Regions from separate parts of the Sus scrofa genome. Here region 1 is linked to region 2. A link is a contact called in public promoter capture Hi-C data. All regions are on one chromosome and are shown on one strand. The core of a region is the stretch at or near the end of the contact, and the rest is flanking DNA. Distances in the headings are between cores, read along the strand shown.

What was found. Promoter capture Hi-C pulls out the DNA fragments that hold promoters and counts their contacts.
Region 1: a promoter capture Hi-C map of fetal skeletal muscle shows a contact between it and region 2, with 2.2 times the contacts expected there. The contact joins the promoter of CD8A here to the promoter of CD8B in region 2. A contact is called at or near these places in 3 of 5 promoter capture datasets (fetal liver, fetal skeletal muscle and liver), 2 of 47 Hi-C or Micro-C datasets (embryonic fibroblasts and skeletal muscle) and 1 of 2 datasets of contacts at active chromatin or transcription factors (alveolar macrophages).

The regions. Positions count from the first base shown.
Region 1 is chr3:58,021,154-58,024,013 of Sscrofa11.1, forward strand. CD8A (CD8a molecule) reads left to right here and starts at 1,601. Exons shown (of 6, transcript NM_001001907.1): 1 at 1,601-1,814; 2 at 1,924-2,286; 3 at 2,860. The coding sequence starts at 1,766.
Region 2 is chr3:57,966,943-57,969,938 of Sscrofa11.1, forward strand. CD8B (CD8b molecule) reads left to right here and starts at 1,416. Exons shown (of 6, transcript NR_145981.1): 1 at 1,416-1,499.

The DNA of each region.
Region 1 (2,860 bases), core at 351-2,850, 54 kb after region 2:
TCTCTTTTTTGTATTGTCTGAAGTGCTTCAGAATACATAGCTTATGTAACTTAAAACATACTTTAAAAAACATTTCTAGGAGTTCCCTGGTGGCCTAGGAGTTAAAGGATCTGGCATTGTCACTACTGTGGCTTGGGTCACAGCAATGGCAAAGGTTCAATCCCTGGTCTGGAAATTTCTACATGCCATGGTGTAGCCATTAAAAAATTAAAATAAAAAAATTCTACATATAAAATGTTAAATGGCCCATGTTAAATTAAAGTAAGCAACTTGGACACTTTGGGTGGGGTAGGGTGGGACAGGGCATTGAAATCAAAGTGAAAAAAAAAAAAACAAAACCAAAAACCCAAAGCCCATCCAACACTGAAGTTTGGATCCCACAAGGGTGGTGCTGTTCTGCATACAGAGCTCAGCCCAAGCTGTGTTGTGACATGTGGCATCTGGGGGGTGTCTGGGACACAGTCCTTGTGGGGCAGAACTGGGGCAGGCACGTGGAGCAGATAATGCCAGGTGGTGTGTCTCTAGAATCAAGTCCCAGCAGCGTGAGGTGTGCCCACTGTGGGATTCAAAGCGGGAAGACCCAGAAGAAATGAGAGAAGGGCACCCACTATGGGGGGGAAGGTTTCAGGATGGTGTCAGACAACAAGGAAGGGGTCACATGTGTGCCAGGGTAGGACCGGGAGAACTGTGTCCACCCAAGCTAGGGATACAGAGGAACAAGGTCAAAGGCCCACAGTGAAGGAACTGGTCCTGGGGCTCAAACAGAACAGACGGTACAACAAAAGCAAGAGGAGCCCAGAGTTTGGATCATCTCAAACGCTGTCGTGGGTAAATGGGAAAGACCAGGGCAGGGAACTGGGCAGAAGCTGGGAGGAACCAGCACCCAAAGGCTCTGAAACAAGCCAGGGTTGAGCTTCCAAGCAGTCCTGAAGGTCATGAGTGGCTGAGGGAGTGAACCCATCAGATCCCCTTTAGGAGAGTAATGTTCACAGCAGGGTGGCTAGGGGGTTGGCCAGGAGAGGGACAGATGTAGAGGCTGCTGCAGTGGCCTCAGGATGGAAGGAGGTTGTGTGAAGGGGTTCAGCTGCTGGGGAACAGCCTGAAGGGTGTGGGCAGCAGAAAACTGCAAGCTAGGTGTAAGGCTTGAGTGGCTGCTGCCTGGTGGAAGTCGCCCTTCTGTAGAAGGGAGAAGGTCCTCCCTCCGTGAGGACCCCAGACTTCCCTGCCCCAGTCCCCCAGAAGTGGGCGAGTCACTAACTCTTCTTCTCAGCCCTCAGGGCCGGGTTTGTAGACCCAAGGTCCCAAAGGTGTCCGCGCTAGGGCCAATTCGGGTGAGGGCAAAGGAAAGGGACACTTCTCTCTCCTTTCCTGCTCACTCTCCCTCACTTCTTTCAGTCTCTCATCTCTGTCCTCCATCTCTGTCACACCCATAGGAGAGCTATTCCGAAGGGCATTTCCAAGCCCTTTTCCTGGTCCTCAAACCCACAATCCTCCACCGTCCCCAGCTTCCCGGCAAGGCTGCTTCGACGGTGCCCATTCACCGACCCCAGCCCCCTCTCTGGGCTGAAAGGTGACAACGACGAATAGGAGGGCGACTCTCATATCAGCAAGGCTTGAGGTGACATCACATCCTCCGAACGAGAAACCGAGAAACCGGGCTCGGTGGCCGGCCGAAGGGCGCAACTTCCCCCGTCGACGTCCTACTAGCTCTTGCGCGCCTCCAGGCTTCGAGCTTCCAGCGGAGCCGCGCCGCGGGGAGCGCGCCATGGCCTCGCTGGTGACCGCTCTGCTCCTGCCGCTGGTCCTGCAGCTCCGTGAGTTTGCGACCCTCGATGGGGGCAGGGGAGGGGCTGGTGGGGGGCGCAGGGCTCCAGGCTCAGCCTCGCTGCTTGCTCCCCCGCCCACCCCACCTCCCCCCCGCAGATCCCGCCAAGGTCCTCGGGTCCAGCTTGTTCCGGACGTCGCCGGAGATGGTGCAGGCTAGCCTGGGAGAGACTGTGAAGCTCCGCTGCGAGGTGATGCACTCCAACACACTGACAAGCTGTTCCTGGCTCTACCAGAAGCCGGGGGCTGCCTCCAAGCCCATCTTCCTCATGTACCTCTCCAAAACCCGGAATAAGACAGCCGAGGGGCTGGACACCCGTTACATCTCTGGTTACAAGGCCAATGACAACTTCTACCTCATCCTGCACCGCTTCCGCGAGGAGGACCAAGGCTACTATTTCTGCTCGTTCCTGAGCAACTCGGTTTTGTATTTCAGCAACTTCATGTCCGTCTTCTTGCCAGGTCCGGGAGCTGCCTACAGGCACGGCACCTCTCTATGTGGGGTTAGGGGCTTACGTCTGAGTCCGTTTTTCACTCGAACGCCCGGCTTTCCAGCTTCTTAGCGCCCCTGGGGGCAACGAAGATATTGTTCCCATTTCACAGACGAGGAAATTGAAGCTAGGGTGAAGCTGGGTAGGAACCGAAGATGGCTTTTTAGGTCCTCGTGATCTGGGCTCGAGTTCGGGTGCTTGTGTGATCCTGGACAAGTTATTTAAATTTTCTAAGTCTCCCTTTGCTTGTCAGTAAAATGCAGGTATCACCCCAAGCCCACGAGTTTCTGGTGGGGCCTTGGAGAAAGGCTGGGCGGAGGGGAGCGGGCTCCTGCGTTCGCGTCTGAGGCGCCGGGTGCGCTTCGCAGAGCAGGTCTCACCCCACCTTCCCCGCCCTGAGCGTAGAGCTCGCGCGGGCGGCGGTCTACGGCTTTTTCCCTGGAAAATCTGGAAGAGGCGCCGGCTGGGCAAAGGCGCGCGCAGCGGTAGGAAGGGTTCGCGCGCACCGCCTCAATCCTGCCTCCAACCACTGTTGCTCCCGCAGC
Region 2 (2,996 bases), core at 166-2,665:
ACTGTTCGCCTGGCATAGGCCAGTGGCTACAGCTCCAGTTAGATCCCTAGCCTGGGAACTTCCATATGCCATGGGTGCAGCCCTAAAAAAGACAAAGAAATAAAATATAAAAAATAAGGTTGCAGGTTCAATTCCTGGCTTCGCTCAGTAGGTTAAGGATCCGGTGTTGCTGCGGCTGTGGTGTTGGATGGCAGCTGTAGCTCCGATTTGACCACTAGTCTGGGAACCTCCATATGCCTCGAGTTTGGCCCTAAAAAGCAAAAAACAAACAAACAAACAAATCAATATAATTTATACGCCACAGTTATAGGACAAAGGAGATTGGCTCCGGATGCTGGAAGTGTCCTTGCCCTGCCGCCTGCTTTCAATCCCTTCAGGGACACTCCATCCCCTCTCAATTAACTCAAATCTCTCAGAGTTTAGGTCCAAACCAACTGGTCTGCAGGTTTAGGTCCTTGTTGATAAGGTGGCTTCCTCCCACTGCCCTCCCCAGGCTCCCTTGGGCCCACAGGCCCTCAGTATTCTTGGAACGCCCTCCTCCAACAGCCCAACCCCCTCCCTCTGTGAACCTGCACTTGGCCCTTGAACAGGAAGATCACCCTGATAAGTCTCCCTGCCCAGGACTGGACTGCATCACTGGCAGCCAAAGCTCCATAGCTTTGCAGCACCCACACAGCAGGAGAGCAGGGTGAACTTGAGCCTCCCCGCCGCCACACACACAGCTTCAAAGTAGACGTCTTTGTTGATCTTCTGCTGAGTCCCTGTTTCAGCGTTATTTTAACAGGAATTACACGAGTGAGGAGGGTAAAGAGAATATCATACTCTAAGCTCTTCCTGACCCTGAAGGTGTAGGTCTGGCTCTGCCCCAGGCCAGGCAGAGGTGGGGGCCCCTCTCCCCTGCCACAGCACACCCTCCTCACTATCAGACTGCATGTCTCATCAGTTAACTTTCCTTCGCCCTTACAAGTGCGTGCCCTTGAGGGCAGGGTCTAGGTCTTGGTCACCCCCAGACTCCACTGGGCCCAGGGTACCCAGGAGGCGCTCCATAACTACTCAAAAAGGAAGGAAGTGACTGGAGTTGGGGTCCTGCTCCACCACCACTCCTGTGGGGGCCTCCTGAGCATCCTGGCATCTCTGAGTCTCAGTGGCCTCCTCTGGAGTCGCATGGAGTCATGACCCTGTGCTGACCACCTTCCAGAGCAAGAGGCGATCACTCACGTGCAATTGCTTGACGCGGACAGCGGGGTCACCTCCTTACTGGAAATGCAGCCAAGACCTTTGCAATGCGGGGAGGATGAGGGCGGAGACCTCGCCATCCTCACACCAGGCTCCCGCCCCTCTTCCCGCGGGGCCCTCCCTCCCCGCTATCCCCCCTCCCCCCGGCTGCCCCGCCCGGTTCCAGCCCGCACCGTCTCAGCCGAGACCATCGGGACCAGGTGTTCCCGGGCGCGCCAAGATGCAGCCGAGGCTCTGGCTCCTCATTGCCGCGCAGCTGTCAAGTAAGAAGGGGAGACCACGGGGAGCGCGGGCGGAGGAGCGGGTGATCTGCCGCTGGCCTGAGCCAAGGCATTTGGGGAAGGCTGTCCCCCTGCGATGCGGAGCCCGGAGCCCGTGGCTGCGCGGGGCGCGGAGGGGAAGCAGCGGCAGCCACGGTCCCTGGAGGAGGGGTGGGAACCTCCCCGGAGCTCATTACCCCAGGAGTCCCTGGAGCCTCAGGTTAAAGGCTACCTTAGCCCAAAAGGCTGAGCCTAAGAGAAGAGAAGACAGGAAGAGAGGAGGGAGAACGGGAGTCCGGAGAGAGGGTTGAAGGAGCTGGGAAGGAAGAAAAGAAAGGGAGGAAAATGCCCTTGTCCGGGGCCCAGCAGGGCTGTACCCCCAGGAAGGGGCCAGGGCCCAGTTCTCACTTTGGTGCTTGACATCTGGGTACATTCCCAGGGTCCCCTGGTTCCCTAATATTTCCTGGGGGTGGATGTCATGGACTGTGTGGCCCCCAGAACATGCAGCCTTGGTTGGGGGTGGAAAGCAGAGGGGAGTCTGTCCCTCTAACCAAACCCAGTCCAACTGCCTTTTAGAAGAACCACCCCCCACAACACACACATACACACACCAAACTGCCCACTACTAACCTGTGGTTGATTTCCTCTCTTGTCCAAAAAGCCCAAAGCTGGTCCTCCTTCCAGAGGCCTGCCTGCCCAGGCTCTGACCTAGTGACCACAACAGCATCTCAAGCAGAAGCTAGTCCAGGCCGTTCAAAACTTCCAGCCTCATTGCCAGACACTTTAGAAACAGCAGGTCCCTCTGAGAATGGAATTAAATGAGACCATGCCTATGGCAAGGGCCGGCTCTGTGTCAATAGCACCGATGGGGCTCGGCACAGCCAGGGCTTTGGTCTCCAGGGCCAAAAAGCCAGTGGGTAATAGAGAGACCGGGGTGTGTCTCAGCCAGGAAGTCTTCAAGTCAGGACGTAGGTTAGAATTCTACACGGAGCCCCAGGCCCCTCGGCCCCCTCTGGCTCTGGAGGAGTCCCTGCTGGGCTTTCTGGGAAGGACTTGGGGAGTCTGCATGTTTGCAGCCCCACTCTGTGCCCAGGAGCCCATGGCAAGATCCTGGAGAGGATCACAGGAACCCTCAATTCAAGGACTGGCTTGAAGCTCCGATTCTAAGGTCCCAGACCAAGGGTTGAATCTGAATCCACTACACAGGCTGTGTGACCTTGAGCAGATCCTTAACCTTCACGAGCTTCTATTCCCTCATGTGTCCACTGCGTCTATTTCCTCCCAAAGGACTTGCTGAGCATTAAATGAGACAATGCACACACTGTGCTCAGCACAGCTCAGCAAATATTGGTGTTATCCATTCTTATCTCCCCCAAGAGGTCAGTGACTCCAAAGAGTGAAGAACCTCTACGCTGCTGAAAAGGCAGCACTGTATTTGGGGGGTTTTCTGAGAAGGCCCAGCAGCCACTTGGGCCCTGGGTACTGTTTCATTTTCAGTGG